Regions from separate parts of the Mus musculus genome. Here region 1 is linked to region 2. The links are chromatin contacts, called in public Hi-C maps. All regions are on one chromosome and are shown on one strand. Each heading gives the region's core, a stretch centred on a gene start, on an enhancer-like site or on the middle of the called end of the contact. The rest is flanking DNA. Distances are from core to core; before and after follow the strand shown.

Region 1 (4,460 bases), core at 1,158-3,657, 200 kb after region 2:
TTTGCTCTTCTGCCCCTCCCCCTTCTCTCTTATTTGTTTAGAGACCTCTGTGTTCTCCAGGCATGCTCTGTCTTCCAAGAGGAGATTGGAATCGTGGACTTATTTTTGTCTTGTGCCCCAATCATTGAAGGGTACCCTCCATTTTAATAATCCCAAATTAAAGTGCTGAGCCTGTAGAGGTAATTTAATAGCTAACTGCACTTGCTGATCTTACAGGGAATCCTGGTTTAGTCCCTAGCACATGCACGGTGGCCCACAACCACTTGTAACTTCAGTTCCAGGGGTTTTGATGCCCTCCTCTGGCCTCTTAAGACACCAAGCACCCAAATGGTGCATATGCATACAAACCCACACATACACATAAAGTACAGTAAATCTTGAAAAACAAAATCACTATTGGAAAGGTCAGGTCTCCTGACTCTCAGCAGCTGTCTCACTCTACCAAAATTTTTAGTCCACAGATCTCACCACTTTCCAAAGTCATTTTGCTCCCACACACACCCACCAGGTTCAGGCACGCACATCTCCATAAGCATTTCATGCTTTCCCTGCTGCTTGTCTGCTTGAGCAGTGGTGCTAGAGAGCTTTCTCCCTCCAGTGCACTTCATGGTGTAGTTCAGGTATGAATCAAGTGTCCAATATTCCCCAGATTAGCACCAGCAGAAGCAGGGGGTTTCCTTTGGGGAGCACTGTCAAAGCTGTTTATCTTTTAGGAATTGGCTGTTAATATGGGCATGGGGTAGCTGATGATGGAAGAATCCTTTGAGATGTGTCCTTGAGGTTATTTGTGAGGTTATTATTTGGCTGTTGAGTGCTCACTCTCTAAAGATAAGATTGTTGATCCTATGGGCATAGTTTTTCTTGCACTGTATAATCTTCCTGGGAATTAGAATGGTTGTTAGCATGCCTCTTGCTACTTCAGTGTTCTGTTTTGTTTTGTTTTCCTCACTAGTTTTGGTTATCTTCTGAAGGTCTTTTGTGAGAGAGCTAGATTAGGATACCACATAGATTCTTGCATCTGTCCCAGTAGTTGGCTGGATCCCTTGGAAACTTAGGACTTCCAGGGTAAACATGAGTGCATTTAGAAGGAGTTCTTTGCACTGGTATGAGAACGTTAGCTGTCAGTGCTCTGGATTTCATGTTATTAGCTAAATTTTAAACCCAAATGTGGCAAGGAATTTGGAATGGCGATATTGCAGCTACTTAGTCATCTTGGTGAAGACATTTGTAAAAGAGTTCTGATATCCAAATGGGCAGATTGGTAAATGGTCAGTTAGAATGGGATGTTTTGCCTCTGTGGTCCGTCTTGGGTGGTTTGACTGACGTGATCTGTGGAGCTACTTCTCTTGTTCCTTGTGAGTATCACCAGGAAGGTAAACTTCTCTGTCAAGGGCCAGAGAGGGTGTGATGTAGCTCTCGTCTCTGCCTCCTTGTCTGGTAATAAACAATGTATGGTAAGCGGGCTTGTCTGTGTGCCAGTAAAAACCTTTTTATAGGTGTTGAAATTTGAAAGTCATACAATTTTCACAAGTCAAGGAAAAAATTAAAGCCCACTCTTGCAGCTTATATCATGGGGAAAAAAAAAAAAACCAAAACAAAACCCTGAACCAAACCTACCCTTTGCTTGTGAGTCAAAGAGCAGGGAGCACTGTGTTCTATGGCCCCATCCTGTAGTTAATGTTTTCTTAGATTCTGCTGAAAGGAGACTTTCAGCTCTGGGCTGGAGGTAGATCAGTAGTAAGTGAGTGTTTAGATGCAGTAGGTGCTAGAGTTGACCCCAGCACCACAAAACCAGGAGACACTACCAAATTAAACAAAACTTTCATAACAAGGCTTTCCTAGCTATTGCCTGTCTGTTTATCTGTCTGTCTATCGCCATTCACCCACCCACCCATCCATCATGTAGGTCTTATATTTTATTCAAGATTTAAAGTCACAATTTTGGCTAGGCACGGGGATGCATGCCCTTAATCCTGGTACTCTGGGAAATATTACAAGTACCAGTTGAACAAATGGGCAACTATTGCAAAAGTACTGGTCAAGCAAAGGCAAATCTGCTCATGAGCTCCAGGCAAGAATATCAGTGGAGCATGTCTAGCGCTTGTTCATTCCTGCCTCAGCACCCAGAGTCCATCAGCTGAATGAGAGCCAGGCGTCACCATGTGCACTGCTGCAAACTGTGGTGTCTTCAGGGGTGTTTGCTTACCTCTGGGTCTTTTTGTGACAGCAAGTTGGCAGCCTTTGTCTGCTGTTCCTAGGGACTTACTGTGGAAGAACACTGGGAGACTGCGGGGTTTTTGTTAAGATCTGCATGCTGGGTAGACAAGTCAGTCAACTGGTCTGTGATGGCCGGTACCCCAATCCTAGCAGAACGAGATTTGTATTTACCTAGGGTATGATTGGACTGTGAGCTCCTGCAGTTATGTGAAACCCTCTGCCTCTTTGCTTAGTAAACAAGAGTTTGAACTCCTACGCTCTGGAGTTCGGCTTTTCTGGCTCAGTTAATTGTTAAATGTTCCCTTTATTATAATTACGTTGATTCTCTGCTTTGTGCTGGCTGAGAAGATTGCTGGAAGTCTTGTTGGCTCTGTCACACATGGTCGGTCTGTTTGGTGTTTGAATTGGGTACTGTGAGGTGTGAGAACCTGGCTCTGCTCTGCCAGTGTGGCTGGAATTTGGTCTTACCCACGGGTCTGTCATCTTTCCAGATACTGCCTGCTATTTATTGCCAGCTGAGAAAATTAGACTTTACAAAATTAAAAAATATTGTCTATGATTTGAAAACTGGAGTGGTATATATATTTTGTTAGTTGAGTTTCTTTAAAAATGTACATTGTTGGGCTAGCGAGATGACTCAGATGGTAAGATTGCTCTTCTGAAGGTCCTGAGTTCAAATCCCAGCAACCACATGGTGGCTCACAACCACCTGTAGTGAGATCTGACACCATCTTCTGGTGCGTCTGAAGACAGCTACAGTGTACTTATGTATAGTAATGAATAAATCTTTGGGCCTGTGCGAGCAGGGACTTTGTGAGTGGGGCTGACCGGATTGAGAAGAAGTCCTAAATTCATTTCCCAACAACCACATGAAGGATCACAACCATATCTGTACAGCTACAGTGTATTGACGTACAATTAAATAAATAAGTAAATAAACAAACAAACAAATAAAATAAATGTAAAATGTACATTGTCAAGACTGATATTTTTTAATTTAAGTTGTTTTTTTTTAAAGCCTGGTTTTATTTATTTATTTATTTATCTATTTATTTATTTATTTATTTATTATATGTAAGTACACTATAGTGTGTCTTCAGACACTACAGAAGAGAGCATCAGATCTCATTACAGATGGTTGTGAGCCACCATGTGGTTGCTGGGAATTGAACTCAGGACCTTTGGAAGAGCAGTCTGCGCTCTTAACACTGAGCCATCTCTCCAGCCCAAGACTGATTTTTTTTTTTTAAGCATTTAAATATTCCAAAGTAAATACTTTTGGAAATAAGTTTTGCCTCAGAGATATCTAAATGTCTTAAGTGCTAGAAATGTTAAAGAAAAGTATGTAAACAACTATTTCTATTTATTTCTACATTTAAGTACAAATTTTATGGTGTATTTTTCAGGGTTTTTTTTTTTTTTTTTTTTTTTTTTTTGTAGTGGATAGTTTTACTGTCATAAAACCAATGGAGGTAAATTAACTAATTTGCCTTACTTAGCTCTTCTGGTGAAAGTTTAAACACATGAAGTTTAGTATTAATATATATTATCATTACATGTGATTTAAAATCTACTCTTTAAGTCATTATCATTTCACAATTGACAGTATGCTCAATCTAACTAGCATAGTATAGGTTGTATATGATAGAGCTTCCATAGTTGTTCATTTAACCCTATATTGAATATATATTTTTTTTTTGCTTAAATCTCTACATTTCTCTGTTTAATTACCATTTTAGGGACTGCCTGTACAGTAATGTAGCGTGGCGTGGAAGGCTGAGTGCTTGAGATGACGAGAAGGCGAGCGTCCTGCAGGTCTGCGCCTTTGCCTGCTGCCTAGGGTGCAGCTTTGGCTTTTGTGCTGTGTCTCACAGATGGGGTCAGAGCCGCTGTAGACTGGGCTGTGGGGACTTGATACAGTTGAGAAAAGTTGGAGGGGGTTAATCATGGCTTATCACAAGACTACTAAGTATATAACACAAATTATATTGCTTTTTGTAATTTTCAGTTTTTAATGTAAGATTTGAATTTGTGCTTTGTTAGTAATGCTCTAGGTACCTGCTAGTTCTTAGGAAGATAGTCATCACTGTGTGGTATTTGGTCTCGGACCTCACATGACCCTTTATTTATCCCAGTGTGCTGTGGTTGTTGACCATGGCAATGTCAGTAATGCTGTGTAGGATTCTAATTCTTCTCTTGTTTAGGGAAGAGACATGCCAACAACAAGAAGAAAACAACAAGAA
Region 2 (4,281 bases), core at 370-2,869:
TCAGATGTGGTGCATACTGGAGGCAGAGCCAGAGGATCAGAGGATTTTGAGTTCAAGGCCAGCCTGGTCTACGTAACAGAGCTCTGGGTTGGGTTTGTTTTCATTTGGGGTTGGAGATTTTGTCTTTTTGGGTTTTTGGGGGGGTTTTTTGTTTGTTTGTTTTTTGTTATTGTTGTTGTTGTTTTTCGAGTCAGGGTTTCTCTGTGTAGCCCTGGCTGTCCTAGAACTCACTCTGTAGACCAGGATGGCCTCAAACTCAGAAATTCGCCTGCCTCTGCCTCCCAAGTGCTGGGATTAAAGGCGTGTGCCACCACTGCCTAACTGAGTTTGTCTTTTAAAAAAGATTGTCTTTTAGTTTTATGAGTATGGATATTTTGCCTGCATATATATAATATGCATATGTGTGTGTGTGTGTGTGTGTGTGTGTGTGCACCATGCCATGTGAATGCCGGGTGCCATGGGTCCCCATGTAACCAAAGTTACAGACAGTTGTGAACCTCCATGTGGGCGTTGGTACTCAAGCCCAGGTCCTGCTCCCAAGCACTGAGCCATTTCTCTGTCACCTGATTTTGCCTTCTGAGGCAGGGCCTCATGTACCTCGGGCTGGCCTCAGATTCCCTGTGTAGCCAAAGGTGAGTGTGAACTTCTCATCGTCCCACCTCAACGTCTTCACATCGATTACAATACCAAGCCTGGTGGAGGTGGTTCTGGGATCAAACCCAAGGCTTCCTGCATGCCAGTGAAGCACTCTCCTAACTGAGCTACACTCCCAAGCCCAAGACTGTTGTTTAAGAAAGAAAAGAGAGGAAGGAAGGAAGAAGGAAGGAAGGAAGGAAGGAAGGAAGGGCAAGCCGAGCCGGGTGCTACATTCTTATAATTCCAGCACTTTGGAGGTTGAAGCAGGAGAATCAGGAATTCAATCCTTGGCTAAACATTGTCTTTATATATTTAATTGATATTTAAAAGGTTCCCAAGAAGGCCTGGGGAGGTACGTAGCTCATTAGCAGAGCACTTGCTGAGCGTGTGTGGGAAGGCCTTGGGTTCCATGTAGAGCATGAAAATATTTTTTTTCTCTTTTAATTTTGAGAGGGCTGGAGAGATGGCTTAGCCGTTAAGAGCACTTGCTATTCTTCCAGAAAATCAGAGTTCAATTCTTAGCAGTCATATGGTGGCTCTCAAGTGTCTATAACTCCCATTTTAAAGGGATCTGATGCCCTCTGCTGGCCACTGCAGGCACCAGGCATACAAACAAACAAAAAATACACACACCAAGCAAAATAAAATAAATACCCATACACACCAAGCAAAATAAAATAAATACCCATACACACCAAGCAAAATAAAATAAAAATTATTTTAAGTTTGTTTTGTTTTGTTTGAAACAGGCTCTTTCTACGTGAAATCTGGAGTATGGCCTCCAACTATGAGACCCGCCTGCCTCCCTCTGCCTCCCTGCCCCCCAACTGCTGGGATTTAAAGACCTGAATGACCACACCCAACAAGATTTATTTTATTTTTAGCAATGTGTGTGTATATGGGTCTTGTGTAGGCATATGCACCGGTGTACGGGTGCCCTCAGGGCCCAGTAGATGGTACTGGATCTCCACGAGCTGGAGTCCCGGTGGTTGTGAGACACAAAGCATGAGTCCTAGCAACTGAACTTGGGTCTTCTGAAAGAGCAGCATGTACTCCTAACCACTGAGCCATCTCTTAAGCCTCTAAAGACACTTTCTCTTTCAATTTTTTAAATATTAATTTATTTTATGTTTATGGGTGTTTTGCCTGCACGTATGTCTTTGCCCCACCTGAATTTAGTAGCCACAGAGTCCAGAAGAGGGTGTCACGTTCCCTGGAACTTAGATTTACAGTCATGATCTGCCAGTGTTCTCAACCACTGAGACACCCCAAAAGAAAAGGTATTTCAGACCCATCTTACAGATGAACAAAATGAGGCTCAGAGGTATTGACCTCCTCAAGCAAGTCAGAAGTAGCAACGCTACAGGCAGGTAAAGCAGGCTCCCCAAGCTCTCCTGCTTGGAGATGCCCCTCCTCGATATCCTGAATGCTCACAGCTGTCCTCTCCCTGGAAGCTGCCTAACTGATACTTACTGATGCCTGGATGTGCAGATTCAGCCTCCTGCCTCAGTTTCTCCTTCAGCCCAGCCTTGCCTTCACCACTGACTTGAGTGTCTTTCCTAAGGGACAGTCTGTTCACAGGATCCAGGACAGCCAACTCGCTTGCCTATAAACTCCTCCCTCCACTAGCAGGGAGTGGCTCCAGGGGGAGGAGCATTCTCCAGCGGGACCTGGGCAGGCGCTTCCCGCGTGTACAGCACTCTCATACCACATGTTTGCCAAATGCTGAGTGACCTCTGCCCTGCTGACCACACAGCCTTTAGAAGCTCAGACGTCACTACCTGGGAAAGCGCAGTGGTGAGTGAGCTGCCTACCTTTTGATAAAAACGCGCGCTTGCATGCGCACACATACATACAGTCGCGCACGCACGCACAGAGCAATCAGTAAGAATAACGTCTCCATGACATTTGAGGAGCTCCAAAGTTACAGATCGTTAGTTTTCGGTTGTTTCCTTCATCAGAGTCTCCCTATTTATCTCAGAACGGCCTCAAAAGCACCATCCTCCTGCCTCACTGTTGTTGGAGTTACAAGTCTGCAACACCAAGGCCCTCTGAGAAGGTCAAGGGTCTTCCAGAAAATTTCATCACACAAGGACTTTGGAACACTTTCAGTCTGCCCAGCCTCAGCAACTGAGTCTTTCTGGGAACCAAGTCTTCCTCAGGCTCCCTCCCAGTGCCTAGCTGTCCCGGATCCACTCGGGTCCCCTGTGCAGCCACTGTCAGCCACCCAGAGCGTGAGCTTGCCTTGAGTTGCCGTGGAGGCTGATTACAGAGGTACCCCAGGGTGTATTGCTGCCTACCTGGCAGCCTGAGGCGTTATTAGCTGAACACTCACTTACTAAGCTTGAACCTTACCCTGCACAGCCTGTGGCCGCCTGACCTCTGGCTCCCAGATCCTTCTGGGCAAACACCTCACAGCCCTTTCTGCCTAGTCAAGGACCTTTGGGGAATATGTCCTAGCTAGTGTTTAACAATCCCTGGGGAGACAAGACAGAAAGAGGCTGAAGATGGTGGCCCACGGGGGGGAGGGAAAGTGGATTTGGGGCATCTCCAGAGTCAGGGTCTTTTCTGCATACCCAGGGAACAAATCCTACCTCGTGACAAATTATTTTCAATAAACAAGGGTCCTCCCCAACTCCCCTTGGCTTGCAACTCCGGATCCTGAGGATCAGAGGGAGCAAGGAGGAAACCTTGGTTGGACCTCACCACTGGCTTCTCCAAGCGCCATTCTGATCTTTCTCTCCCCAAAGTTCCCAGCTCAAAGCTGCCCCAGGAGGCAAATCTTCCCTCACATGTCTCCCACACACTATTTATTTATTTATTTATTTATTTATTTGACTTTTAGAGACAGGATGTTCTGTGTAACATAGCCCTGGCTGTGCTGGACTCGCTTTGTAGACCAGGCTGGCCTTGAACTCACAAAGATCCACCTGCCTCTGTCTCCCGAGTGCTAGGATTAAAGGAGTGCACCATCGTTTATTTTTAATAAAAGGATTTATTCACCAAATGCATTTTACTTATATGGATGGTGCCTAATGCCTGCAGAATCCAGAAGACGTCATCAGACCCCACCCCTGGCAATGGAGCTATCGAAAGTTGTGAGCTGTCATGTACCAGATAGCTATCTCTCCAGGCCTTATTCCCAGTTTATTATATCTGACCCTGATTCTGGCCACAGGCAAAACTGTGTAGATGTCAAAAATTACATAGTACAGAGCTGGTATGTAGCTACCTGCTGTCAATAGTCACAAAGGCCATGCAGATGCTTGTAAGACACCCTGTGGGTTCTGGGTGCTGATCCTAGTCCTCTACAGGAGTGACCATGGAAATCTTTCCAGCCCGGATTTATTTTACTTTTAGTTACATATATGTGTGTGTGTGCTCTAGTTACATATATATGTGTGTGTGAGGGGGGGTGCTCTGTGTGTGGGGATGTGTGTGCTGTGTGTGGACAGGTGCCCATAAAAATCTCTCTGGACCTGGAGTTACAAGCAGTTGTGAGCTGCCCAGTGTGGGTGCTGAGAACCAAACTTGGATTCTCTGTAAGATCAGTGAACACCACTGAGCCATTTCTCCAGTGTGCACTATTTTTTTTAAAGATTTATTGATTTTATTTATGAGTACATTGCAGCTGTCTTCAGACAC

Evidence for each region. A called contact is a pair of places that touch in the nucleus more often than the background predicts.
Region 1: a contact with region 2 is called in a Hi-C map of liver, with 2.4 times the contacts expected there. The contact joins two enhancer-like sites. A contact is called at or near these places in 1 of 39 promoter capture datasets (stem cell-derived epiblast-like cells) and 1 of 484 Hi-C or Micro-C datasets (liver).

What each region holds. Positions count from the first base shown.
Region 1 is chr4:150,413,269-150,417,728 of GRCm38.p6, forward strand. The region is part of intron 2 of Rere (arginine glutamic acid dipeptide (RE) repeats); the gene reads left to right. Among named protein-coding and RNA genes, the nearest start is that of Gm52709, 52 kb to the right of the region's middle. Within about 2 kb of position 2,408, at least 17 of the 459 cell types and tissues checked have an H3K27ac peak or open chromatin away from gene starts, as enhancers often do. A contact at or near this core is called in liver, where this site is marked.
Region 2 is chr4:150,218,497-150,222,777 of GRCm38.p6, forward strand. No RefSeq gene overlaps it. Among named protein-coding and RNA genes, the nearest start is that of Eno1, 17 kb to the right of the region's middle. Within about 2 kb of position 1,620, at least 30 of the 459 cell types and tissues checked have an H3K27ac peak or open chromatin away from gene starts, as enhancers often do. A contact at or near this core is called in liver, where this site is marked.